Linked DNA regions of Anas platyrhynchos: region 1 is linked to region 2. The links are chromatin contacts, called in public Hi-C maps. All regions are on one chromosome and are shown on one strand. The core of a region is the stretch at or near the end of the contact, and the rest is flanking DNA. Distances in the headings are between cores, read along the strand shown. Region 1 has its middle 47 kb from the start of PSMG1. Region 2 overlaps LOC113842328 (a long non-coding RNA gene).

Region 1 (6,487 bases), core at 3,200-5,699, 130 kb after region 2:
CGGGAAACACCAGCCTCCTTCGTGCCCTCCTTCACCTCTGCCCGTGCCCTCCCAGACGTTTGGTGCCTGCAGTCACCATGCTGTGGATGCAGCACTTCGCCTTTCAGTGTCTGCTGCCCGGTGCCACCCGTGCTTCGTGGGGTGCCTGCAGTCCATCACCTCCTAATAAATGCATTTTGGCACCTCCTTTATTTGTGAGTTTAAGCATTCCTGTCTGCAATAAACCTACCTTGCTAGACCCACAACTGTCTGAAGGCCGTATTTCCCTTTCCTGCGGTGTTCAAACACGCGGCTTGGCACCTGGATGCCACACATTCGTATAACACCTCCTATGTTCGCAGCACTGTGCAGACATTCATTGCCTCTCCCACCTCCCCAGCGAGGTCGGCAAGCAAATATTATTCACTTTTCTCACATAGGAGGACCGGGACGAAGTGTAAGGGGCTTGCCCAAGCCCCCACAGCTCAGTTTCTGCAGGCACTCTGGGGCTCTGGAGCCCCTGTCCCTGTGCAGGAGCGCTGTGATCACGCTCGGCCCATGGAGCTGCTCACACCTGGAGCCCATCCGCGTGGCTGGCAGAGGTGTCTGTTCTTCGTGAGCTTGGCTGCCGGCACAGGGCATCATGTGAGCATAGCATGAGTAAGAAACATTTCCTGCCGGAGACTTGACTCGGGGCTGCTGTTTCACATCCACCAAGCACGCTGTGGAAACACCCAGCTCCTGAGAGCGTGCCCAGCTTTCTCTGGCCAGCCAGCCTGCGAGTGCCGGAGCGCAGAGTTGCAAAGGCAAGTGTGAAAAATGTGCAGGCTCTTTCCAGAGCTCGTGGGTGGTTTCACTGCCATGTGGATGCAGACAGTGATCTGAGTGGGGCAGCAGGAGGCGGGGAGGTTGTAACCCCCCAAATCCTGGTCCTGTGCTAGCCCCAAGTGCCAGGCCAACAACAGTTTGCTTCTACACAGAACAGAAGGGGGTTTTGCACGTCAAACTGCCTGTCCATTTGAGTCGCTGAGTCTTATTTCCGTAAGGATCAGCAGCCACGTGGCTCCAAGAAATGAGGAGAAAGCAGCCGTGGCCGCCCTGCCAACACTTACATGCTTCTTACTCCCTCGCCCTGCAGTGGTGAAGGCAGAGCCCTGAACCCAAAGCATCGGGCACAGGCAGTCCCCTGGCTGCGTGGCCACCACAGGGCGAGTGGCTGCAGAAGGAGTGTTTTGTCCTCACACCGAGGACAACTCAGCTCTGCAACTGCCACAGCCAGCACCTGCACACTGGTGGAGGACCCGGGCTCTTCTTCCCAGTGTCCCCCAGGAGGTGGGGAGAGCCCCCAGGAGGAGCTGCGCCTCCCGGCAGCGCTGAGCTCTCAGTGGTTTGTAGCTAGAAAGCCTGAATGGGCCACCCCTCATTGATTTTCTAGGGATTGGTTGGTTTCTTTCCTCTCTTGGTGTGAGTTTTGACTCAACACACTTGCACCGAGTTCACTTTCAATTCAGAAGCTTGCTCTGTTTGTACGTTCGAGGGGCAGGGTTTCTTAAAGTGCTTTATGGGCAACACTCACACCTCACCCCCTTGCCACACCTTTCAGACACATTGCTGCAGCACTGCAACAGCCCATGCCATTAAAACAAAAAAGAGAAAGAGGGGGATGCACCCAAGCATTAGAAAGTTTTTAAGGAGCATTTCAGGCACATTGGTGGTTCAGCAGAAAATTGGTACCACATCTACGCCAGCTACAAATTTACCTGGCATTCACTGTTCCAGATTCCAGGGCATTATCCAGGCTAGGGCACTGCTTCAAGTTATTAGTTTTACAGCCTGCTAGTAACTACAGAGAGCAATTTATATAATTACGTCCTTGCCACAAAAGAGCTTGAAAGCTGGGTGAAAGGAGAATGGGAACGTATGACAACACTGCTGGAAAAGAGATCAGCTGGGGCAGTGGGACAGACAGCGGGGTCAGAGACACCCTTGGTGGAGAGATGTTCAGCTAAGCGGGCACCTCGCTTCATCCCTGCTCCCAGCAGCCCCCCAAATACCTCCCCTCTGGTGCCACCAGCAGCCAGCCACCAAATGGGCACATCAAGCATGCTGCCCATGGAGCAGCCCCTGCTTCCTTTCTAGGAAATGCTCTCAGGGCTCAGAAGGAGAGTTCCTGGAGGCTGAGGAGGAGCCCCTGGGGTGTCTCTGGGGACAGGTCGGAGCCCCCCACGTGGCCCCGGTCACCCACATCGCGCCTCCGGGTACCACACCTGCCAACCAAAAGCACCAGGGGAAATGATGAGGGTTTACACTACAGATCTCTGTTTAGGGCAGCATTAGTCATCTGCTGTGGGTGTGATTCAGGACCAAAGTTAGCTGACCAAACTCCCTATATAGTCAAGAAAGAGACCAAGAAAGACGGGGGTGTGATCCAATGTGCCTACGCTACATGCCTAAAGTAAAACAGCGTCAATGCTGCCATTGTATACACAGAGGTATTTTAGTTTCTGGCTGAAATGAATTTTCTGTGGCATCTGCAAAAGCAAAACAGTCTTTTAATACTTCATCAAAGTGGTTTTCCTTTTTCTGCCACCAGCAGGAGGTATCACACGTGTTTTGCTGGTATGCACTCACCGCCAATAAACAGCACCACTTTGGCTGTACTTACCAGGTGTTTGTGAAGGTTTTGTGCAGAACCAATCCAAAAACCAGCCCAAAAATGGCACTGCTCTTCACCGCCTCCAAAGCAGGGCTGGCAAAGAGTGCTGCAAGGCAGATCACAACAAGAAGCTTTTAAAAGACCTTAGAAATCCAACGCAAATACACTGACATGAAAAAAGTGAGGGCAACGACAAAGGTGCAAGACCCCTGCAAGTTCCTGTGAGCTCAGGTCATGGCAAATAACGGGAACAAGGGAAAACCCTGAGCAGCCACAATCACCACGCAGGTGATGGCAGCAGAGCCTGAAAGGCAAATGCATCCGGGAGATAAAGAGTTAGGATTAGTGAAACACAAACGACAGAACAACTGAATCATAAGTACATCTGCAGAGACACAGGTCACTTACTGCCAGCTGTCAAGGAACTGCGTAAGAAAGAGCTACTATCTTTAGTTATCCATCATCTGTGGAGGCAGAGAAAATGATGCAGTGATGCAGCAGAGATAGACAAGGGTAAGTAAGCATCATAAAAGGTTCATCCACCAGGGAGGAAGGGGCAGGCTGTCTAACCTAACATTAATATTGGCAAAGTAACAAGCCATTCAATTTCTGGGCATTTCTGAAGTTACAAAGAGCACAGCCAAAACTTTGACATGTTCTTATCAGTTTTCCTAATTCCCTTGTTTCCTCCTCCATCAATCACTTTCCTTCAGACTGTGTTGCAGATTCTGGTTCTCCATCCCTCCCCATCCCGTTAAGCCCGCTTCCTGCTGACTGAAGATGCTTGGGTGTTTGTATCAGACAGCTCACCCAGCGATACCGCTATTTTCTCTTTGGAACAACCAAGCCTCTATCTATTTCCAAGCACACTTTCATGATCGAAGTGATGCAATCTTCCAGTTAGCATCCATCAATTGTTCTTAAACAGTTCACTGGGAGTATTTGTTATTGGCAATTAAGCTGTGTTGCTCACATAAATTTGCATGCCATTGTTTCAATTTCCTGACCGGAGGACAAGGTGAATAAATTCAGTGCTAATATTAACAGTGTGATTTTCCATTTGCTTCTGCAAGTACTTGTACCTGGAGCTTTGAGCTAATTGCTCTCTGAGCCGCCATGATAGCATGCCCCAGCTGACCTAATGGATATGCAAATGGAAGGCAAGAACAGTTAAACAAATTTCCTTAGCCATATGGACAAGTATGAGTGGGTTTTCACTTTACTACTAGCTACCCAGTTCTCCGTCCCTACAGTTAGCTTGCTTTCACACGTGTTGTCTTCCTAGTTCTTTTCTTTGTACAGCTTCATCTCATGGCCATTTCCCCTTCTTCCCAGATTCATTCCCAGATTCTGCTACTAACAGTAAAACAGCAAACCTGCTGCTTTACCCATGCTGCTCTCGCGTGGTCTGAGGCAGGGCAGAAGGGAAGCCTGCCATGCAAGCAGACGATCTGCATGGCCACCAGGGAACTTCTGCACTGCTTGGCTGGCTTGGCAGCGGGCTCAGCACCAGCCCTCAGCCCATCAGCAGTAGTCATGCTGAGCTTTTGATGCCTAGAAGCTGCTTATCTGATGTGTCCACACCTAGGACCATTTTGTCCTTTCCACAGGGGTCAGTTGTAAAGATAAGCCTGGCAAATTTTCCTGGATACTTTCAGTAAAAAAAAAAAACGCGGAGGGGAATTTTCAGAGTTGAGTGTTACTATAAAGGAAATGTCCTTTATTTCTTAAGGGAAGGGGTGTGACTTGTGGAACAAATGCCCTTCAGCTAAACGTCAGCACCATGAGCTATCAGCAGGCACCGCGTGTTTTCCAGGCATGCGCCACCCCACCAGGATTCCACCTTCTGCCCATGCAACAAGCGGGAGCTCGCCTTTCTTCAGGCGGGACGCTCTCAGAATAAACCTTGTGAGGCAAGCACGCCTCTGGTGCCGCTCCATCAAAGCAGGATCTACACACACACACACACCAATAAATAAATAAATAAATAAATAAATAAGGTTAGAGTGAAACTCCACGCATATCACAGCATCATGGGATGTGTGAGGTGGGAAGGGACCCCTGGAGGTCACCTGCTCCAAGCCCTGCCCAAGCAGGGCTACCCAGCGCAGGCTGCCCAGGGCCATGTCCAGGCGGCTTTTGGAGATCCCCAAGGAGGAGCCCCCACAGCTCTCTGGGCAGCCTGTGCCAGGGCTCCTCACCTGCCCAGCACAGAAGCGTTTCCAGATGTGCCACAGCCGTTCTAGTTGTATATCCTTTCTGGCTTTCAGAGCTTGGCAAGGTAGATGTATTAAAATAATAGCCTGGTTTTCATAGCCCTGCTGTCACAATCACATCTAAATAGCGTCTGGGGATACAATACTATCTCTTTATATCTTTTATGATCTCTTACTACAGCAAACACAACATGCAGAGATATATAATAGGCCTAATAATAGAAATCAGGAACTTGAGCCAGCGATGCAAATCCCTACTGTCAGGAACAGCCCGGGCACTTTACAAGATGCAAATTTGCCTCGTGTTCCTGCAGCCAGGCAGTTGGCTGATGACTGGGGAGCCAGGCAAGGGTTTGGAGAGGCCTGCGCTGAAATTTCCAGCACAACCACAGCTTCCTGCATGACCTTAATCTAGTCACTTAATTAATCCTGTCGATCTGTTTACAGTTGGTAAAACAAGAATGCATGCTTTCCCTATCAGAGGGTGATTACGAAGGTAAAATCCCTTAATTGCTGTATGGAATGAAAGGTTTTGAGGGCTCTGGCAGCCTCTGGCAGGACCGTAAACACAGATTTCACCCCTGAGTCTGCAGGCACAGGTCAGACAAATGGGCTCACAGCCAGGCAGAGCCGCCTGTTTTGGGGCAGTCGGACGCTGTTTTGGTTGGAGCTGCCACGGATTTAGAGGCAGCCTTACACCCCGGCTGTTCATCGCTGTTTCTAAATCAGCATAGCTGTGCCTGTGCAGACATCTAGTTTTAGGAGAGCTGTAGAGCTACAGCCTCAGAATTAACAGTGTAAAGATTAGTTAAACTGTTGCGCCATCTATGTTTGGACAAGTCCCGTGTGAGTATGCTCAGCCACCCCTGATGGGGCACAGCTCTCACCAAAGCTCATAGCAATGAGCTCTGGGGGCTGACGTGGGTTTGGGGCGTCGTCCTTGTGTTGCAGGGGCATTCACATTTGGGTCGGCAAACCTGCAAGTCTCCAGCGATGCTGTGATGTTCCTTCAGCTGCCAGGATCAACATCAGGCTCCATGCTTGGCCATCTGCAAGGGATAAATAAAAACCTAGTCAATAAAAGCAAAGCTTGTCACAGACACCGAGGGAGTTCTGGCTGCTGCAGGCAGGAGAATCAGCTCGTCATTCCTCAAAAACAAGAGACACACAAACACATTTTTTCCTCAAACGACTGCCCTTTTCACCACTTGCTTTTTAAAGCGCTGTGGTTTCATGCTCCATTTTCTGCACTGCCAGCCATCCCTATTTTATAAGTCTGCTTCTTTTCCTTGTTGCCCCCTCTGCACTGTCCTCCTCACAGCTGAGCTGCTATCACTACAATAAGGCCATACTGGAGATAACAGAATCACTGCCATCAGCAGAGGTACATAACATCCTTCCAACAGGATGGCTTAGGGGGGAAAAGGGTTTCAGAATGAACATTTGGTTTATTTCTTTCTTACAAAAGCTTCCCACTGGATTTTCACCCTAAAAAGAGGTGATTCAGATCATGGTACCTGTCAATGCCTCGTTTTAAACACACACAGAGCCTCTTAGAGGCTCACACCACGCAAACTCCAGGCTAACCATTTGCAAACACAGTCACTGCATTGGCACTCAGCAGAGGAGCTCTTTG
Region 2 (6,511 bases), core at 1,215-3,714:
ATATAATCAGCAGCAATTTGTGAAACATACAGATTACATGTTTGCCATGGAGTATAAAGCAGAAATTTAAAGAAGACATAAAATATGGGATGAAAGCCTGGCTCCTTTGGTGGCAGTGGCACTTTTCCTGTTGACTTTTGTGTGGCCAAGTCAAAGCAAAATATACAGGGCTTGACTGCTTCACAGAAGTGTGAATCCGTTTGCATCAGCAGAACTGTTCCTGATTTACAAGAGGAAAATTGAGAATCTGGCAGGAGAATCAACCAGAAAAGGTGTCTAAAAGTACAATGAACATTCAGCATATTGGAGGGGAAGAGAAGAAGCATGCAGCCATCTGGACATCACATTAAACAAGTTCCCCTGCTAACAGTGAAGTTATTTAACACTTTCCTCCTGCTTTAATTGCATTTGACACTGCTTCTTCAGAGTCTTCTTTTCTTTCATTCAATGATCATTTTTGTGTAATTATTCCTTAATAAGAAGTATTTTTTCTTTTCCTGGGTTAATCTCCCAACTTTTCTACTTAATTATTTTCTTCTTGTGGGAAGTGGAAAACATCAATTTTTTGGTCAGCATTCCTTCTCTGACATCAATAAATAAAATAAAAAATGAAAACATATTCACATTTATTGCTCTAAATTAATTGATTTCAAAGGATTTACCAAATGATCTCTGCAATGTCACTGCTTTACAGATGGGAAAACATGAGAGAACTCAGAATCAAAACAATGATTTAGATACAGAGCCTGCAAACACTTGTTCATATGAAAAACTTTATGAGAGCATTTGATGTGGCTACTTAGATACATCAAGTTAATTGTGTGCAAAAGTGTTTGAGGACCAGGTCCTTGTCTCCAGCAGCAGCTGTAACTGCCTTCTCAACTGCCTTCTCTGCTCCTTCTCCAGTTTCCTTAAAAAAATAAATGTAATTCTTGAGGAAAATATCACTTTTAGGAGTAGCTCCTAAGAATAAGAAGAGGGAGGAAGGTAGTAAAATCCAAAGCTATGATAAAAATCTTTTTCTCACCTGCAGAAGAATTCAGATTAAGAAATAAATAAAAGATTCTAGTTTCCTCTTTAATCATAAAAATTATGGTTTAAAAAAAAAATCTTTTTCACATTGAAAAGTCAAAAATTTTGTTGCCATAATATTTTCAAGTTTAGTAGCAGCATCATGTTTGGGGTTACACATGAGGTTTTACCACATGACATTTCAAATGCTGAGAGATTTGGCTAATATCAAGAATTTGCATTGATTTGTTCATATCAAACTCATGATTATTCACAAATGAGAAATATAATGAAATAAAATGAGAAATATAACTGAACTATGGGAGGCCATCAGCTATAATTCCAAATCAACCATGTTTTATAGACACATAACTCACACAGGAAAAATCTCAATATGTGGGTTCTTATTCCAGTTCTCCGAAATGACAAACAGCATGGTGAAAGCAACAGTTTGCCAAAGCCTAATGAATGTGAAAAATGTTGGTTCTGTCCTTCCTGGACTTCCTCCAGTCAGGCATATTGCTCCAGAACTTCTGGGACTTGCATCTTCTGTGAAACACATAGCACATAAACCTTCCCAGCTACAGAAGAAAACAAGCACTGCCATCTCAGAAGGAAGATTCTTTAAAGCTGACAACATTACTATGCATACTCACTGGACTAAATCCTGCTCTTAGGAGGGATCGTTCATTATTATGATCGGCAAACCAGCCTGCCCTATTGTGCCTTTATTTTTTTTTCCTCTCTGAGTCAAATAAAAGGCAAAAGCAGATGAAACAGAGCTCTAGTGTTCAACAGAAGGAAAGTGACTGGAGCAACTAAAGCATCATATTTATATCATTTAGTGATCTGAAAAAAAAAAATCATTCTGAAATTAGAACATATTTTCTCTGTAAAGCTGAAATCACTTCCAAATGACATAGCTTTTTACAAAAATATATTATATATATATGTATATATATATATATATATTTACTCCTGGACTAGTGAAAAAATGGGGATTTACCCTGGCTTAGGTTTACAAGATCCAATTATTGCTGTGATCAGTTCCCTCATTGAAACAAAAATGCTCTGAATCAAGGTGAGGGGACAGCGGGTACAGGTCAACAAACATGAACTATATATATGTGTACATGTATAAGTGTAAATGTATATGTATATATTTTTATACATCTTATTTATTTATTTGCTTATTTATTTTTCTTCCTAGAATGCAAAGAAAACTAAGGACATGTCTCAGAGTGAATAATCAGACTGACTATGATTTTCTTTGAGGAAACAGAAAATGAGGAAATGTCATCACAATTTGCTTCTTGATTTGCTTGAAAAAAAAAAAACTTTTACTTCTATTTTCCCATTGAGAAAACACATAACAAAATACATCCTCGTGGGGAGAATGATCTCACTTCTGCACACTCTGAAATGTTAGTCATTCCCACTTCGTTCCTCTTGTTCAACAGCTTACCCTTGCTCAACTTAGGAAAAATTGGTTCAGTGGGACTTGATCAGGCTACCAGATAGGGGTTTCCAGTAGGGAAATAGTTTACATTTCTCTCTGATATTGTACCACTCTACTTGTTGGAGCCATACCATTCAAGAGTTCTTCACTCACGACATTGTGGGCAAGTCGTGATGAATTAATGGACAGCTCAAACTCAAACCAAGATCTTTGTGCAGAAATACATCACAGAAGAGCTTTGATTCAACACAGACTCTAAACAGTTGTCTTCATGTCAGAATAATTTCTCCTGCTTCTTAAGTTCCCTCCTAGATCTTTAATCTTCCTCAGCAGTGGGCATATGAAAAAGGAAGCCCATATGGAAGAATCACACAGGAATCTAGGCAATATTCTAGTTTTGTAATGAACATCATTCAGTAGCAAAATTTAAGCATGTTGTGCTCTGCAAGTTTTGCCTGGTCATCCGTGCATGCTTTCCTGGGGGTTTACCATGTTCTTGCTGCTGGTCAGCAGCAAGACCGCAACTGCTGCAACCAGGAGCAGGATTGGGCCCACGTGAGGTCACTCTCTCCACAAGAGGATTGTGAGAGGTTGTTTCATAAGGGAGCACTGCCAGGAAGGGAACCAAATCATTCTTTCAGGCCTATTTCATGTGCTAATTTTGGATCTTTTTAGTAACCAAGAAAAGTTATTTCTTTTCCCAGATTCAGTCATTATCTTCCTCCTTTTACTGCACTTTTATAGTTCAGGTTAATCCAGATACTATGATATGAAGTGGAATAGCAAACTCTTGTCTGGCCAAGCTCCTTTTCTACGTAGAGCTCAGAGCAGAGCAGCTAGGAAATATGTGTGTGTGTGTGTGTGTGTGTGTGTATATATATATATATATATATATATATATATTTCTGTTTTCTGCCAATTGGTGATGATTCTTCTTCAACTCATGGGCTGCTGGGCAGGGAGAAGCATTCTTCAAGCAATGAACACTGGAGAAGATCTGGAGAGCTCAGGAGGACAGCAGAACCACCCTGCCTGGAGCTGCAGGCAGCATGTGAGTGTCATATTTCTCCTAGAAAACTGGTGCACTGTACAAGATACATGGGTCCACTTGTAAAACAGTCTGTGAAGCCTCGAAAACTGCCCAGAGACAGCCTCCAAATCCCTAGCACTTCACTGCAATACAGTGCAGTAGAACACTCCCAGCGTAAAGCTGCCTCAAAATCAAGTGAGCAGGGGATTTCAGAAGACCATGAAGATCCTGTATATAGGAAATATGCAGATTTCTTCAGGTTTTATTTCACCACATCTGTCTGGAGTCCAGTTTTAACTGGACTCTTAGTTAACTAGGAACAAATTTACTCTTATCTTCATATTAACACTGTAATGTAAACTCTCCAAAAAAATGCTGGTTTGCTCAGCCTGCAGTGTTATGTTCACTCAGCCTTGTTTCAAAGTGTTTTTAGCAGCATCATGATTCCTGGCCTGTTCTTCTCAGAGCCAGGAACACTACAATTCATGGGGTCCCTCGGTTACTGGGTATCAAAGACTCTGGTGATGGATGGGACCTCCTTGTCCTGCATGTACCTTGACAGTGTTTTCAGGCAGATCTTCTCCGTGATATTCCCAGGCACAGAGGTGAGGCTCACCAACATGTAGTTCCCCGGGTTCTGCTTTCTACCCTTTTTTAAAATAGGAGTGATGTTTCCCTTTTTCCAGTCATCACGGACTTCAGCTGGCTGCCAGGGCTTTTCAAATATGATGGAGAGAGGCTGGGCAACTACATCAGCCAGTTTCTTCAGGACCTTTGGATTCATTACATCAGGCCCCATAGACTTGTACCTGTTCAGTTTCATTAGGTGGTCTCAAGCCTGCTCTTCATTTACAGTGGGAGAGACTTTTCTCCCCCAAGCTCCACCTATAGGTTGTCTCTAAAACAAAAGATTTGGGAAGCCTGACCAACAGTGAAGAATGCAGCAAAGAAATTGATGAGTACCTTAGCCTTCTCCATGTCTGTTGTTACCAGTTCTCCCTTCTCATCCATCAGAGGGGGCACACTCCCCTTGGCCTTCCTTTTCTGAGCAATGTACCTATAGAATCCCTCCTTGTTATTCTTTGTATCCCTCTCCAAGCTCAGTTCCACCTGTGCATGGCATTCCTGGTCCCATTCCTGCACATCCGGACAGCATCCCTGTATTCTTCCCAGGCCACGTGTCCCTGCTTTCAATGCCTATGCATTTCCTTCTTGTTCTTCAGTTTGACCAGCAAGTCCACGCTCAACCATTCTGGTTGCCTTCCCTGCTTGATTTCTTACACAATGGAATGGAGAACTTTTGAGCTCTAAATGTCCTTAAAGAGTTCCCAGCTCTGATCAGTTCCTCCATCCCTAACAAGAGTTTTCCTGAAGATATCACCTAGTAATTCTTTAAACAGCTAGAAGTTCACTCTTTGGAAGTTCAGGGTCCTGACTTGGCTCTTTACCAGGCACGTATTTCACAAACTCAACCAGGGCATAGTCTCTGCAGTCCAGACTGCCTCCAATCTTCACCTTTTTAATAAGTTCATCTGCATTGGTGAGCACCAGGTCCAATAATTTTTCTCCTCTTGTTGGCTTATCTTATACCTGGACCAAGAAGTTATCACTGACACATGCCAGGAGTCTCCTGGATTGCTTACTGGCTGCTGTATTGCTTTCCCAAAAGACATCCATGTGGTTGAAATCCCTCATTAGTTTGAGAGCCTGCAAGCAGGATGTTTCTTGTAGCTGAAGCAAGAAAGACTTTTCAATAGTCTCCCCTTGATCAGGCTGCCTGTATAGTTTTGGTTTGGGTTTGGTAACTTTATACATAAATGATAAAAACTCTCTAGGCAATGTCTCTAAAACAGAACTGGGATAATTCACCACAATCATCAACAGTCAGGAAATAATACATATCTTCTAGTGGCACCTCAGACACAAAACTCAACTCTCTCTGGTGCCATAAAGCACAGAAACTGAATCTAGATTAAAAATATATGCTGCAGTTGAGTAGTATCACTGCCAGGCTTCAACAGAACTAAATCATCTTTGTACTAATGAAGAAAGCAACCTCAGCTAAAAACAGCTAAAATAAGTGAATGCAAAGCAGTGACACAGAAGTGACTGAAGTGGGAAGATAAAAGACGCTGACAAGAACAAGGTAGGCTGTGGCACGGCCCTTCCTTCACCAACAGGCTGCCTCAGGATAGGAAAGCATGCAAAACCTAGGCAGGCTCTAAGTGTCAATATGTAAGAGGCAAAAATGGAAAGATAAAGCCTGCTGTGGAGCAAAGGGAACAAGTGCATGGTTGCAAAGACAGAGGAGAGGTGTTCAGAGGAGAGGAAGCTCAGAAGAGGAGATTTTGTCTGAATGTTGAAAATATGAAAAAGGGCAAGACAAAATCATTTATTCAGGATACCTAGGAAAAATGACAGACTTTTAATTATAAAAAAAAAAAGTTTGTGTATGGGGTCTAAGAAAGTGGGATTGCTAGATGGACCACCCTCATGCCAAATTAAGGCTCAGGAACAGGAAGACAGATGTAGAAGAAAAAAGGCCAGTCTGAATGACTTTGTGTCCTTGTAGCTACAACTGGCATCTACTCAAGCTCTCTGCCTTTCCCTTTTTGGCAGCTTGTGTGGTGTTGAGCTGAGCTGGACCCCTCTCAAGCATGGCACGGTGTTCACTGCCCAGGGATGAGCCTCTGCACTGCTGTGGCCCTTGCACTGCACCATGGCTCCGGAGGCCAAGAGGATCCTTGCCTTCCCAGGATACTCCCTTTTCAGTTCAGATATAGGTCAGTAATTGGCCAGGAGGGCTGATAAGCAAGCCTAGATTTTATAATCTCATTCCTACTTTCATGTGCACTCTGACTCTCCTGCCAACAACAAGGACATAGGTGAGGAATTTCCAAAGCACCCGCATGGCTTTCATGTCTCTCTGAAAGAGGCAAACTGCACCTGACCAGGGGAGAGGGCCTTAAGGACTCGCATCTATCTCACCCCAGGCCTGAAGGCCAGACATG

What was found. Hi-C and Micro-C count contacts between places; a contact is called where the count stands out from the background.
Region 1: a contact with region 2 is called in a Hi-C map of liver, with 7 times the contacts expected there. The contact joins two enhancer-like sites. A contact is called at or near these places in 4 of 8 Hi-C or Micro-C datasets (F1 follicle, liver, skeletal muscle and 1 more).

Annotation. Positions count from the first base shown.
Region 1 is chr1:113,385,907-113,392,393 of IASCAAS_PekinDuck_T2T, forward strand. No RefSeq gene overlaps it. Among named protein-coding and RNA genes, the nearest start is that of PSMG1, 47 kb to the right of the region's middle. Within about 2 kb of position 4,450, at least 1 of the 8 cell types and tissues checked has an H3K27ac peak or open chromatin away from gene starts, as enhancers often do.
Region 2 is chr1:113,253,212-113,259,722 of IASCAAS_PekinDuck_T2T, forward strand. All of the region lies in intron 1 of LOC113842328 (a long non-coding RNA gene), which reads right to left. Among named protein-coding and RNA genes, the nearest start is that of ETS2, 37 kb to the right of the region's middle. Within about 2 kb of position 2,465, at least 2 of the 8 cell types and tissues checked have an H3K27ac peak or open chromatin away from gene starts, as enhancers often do.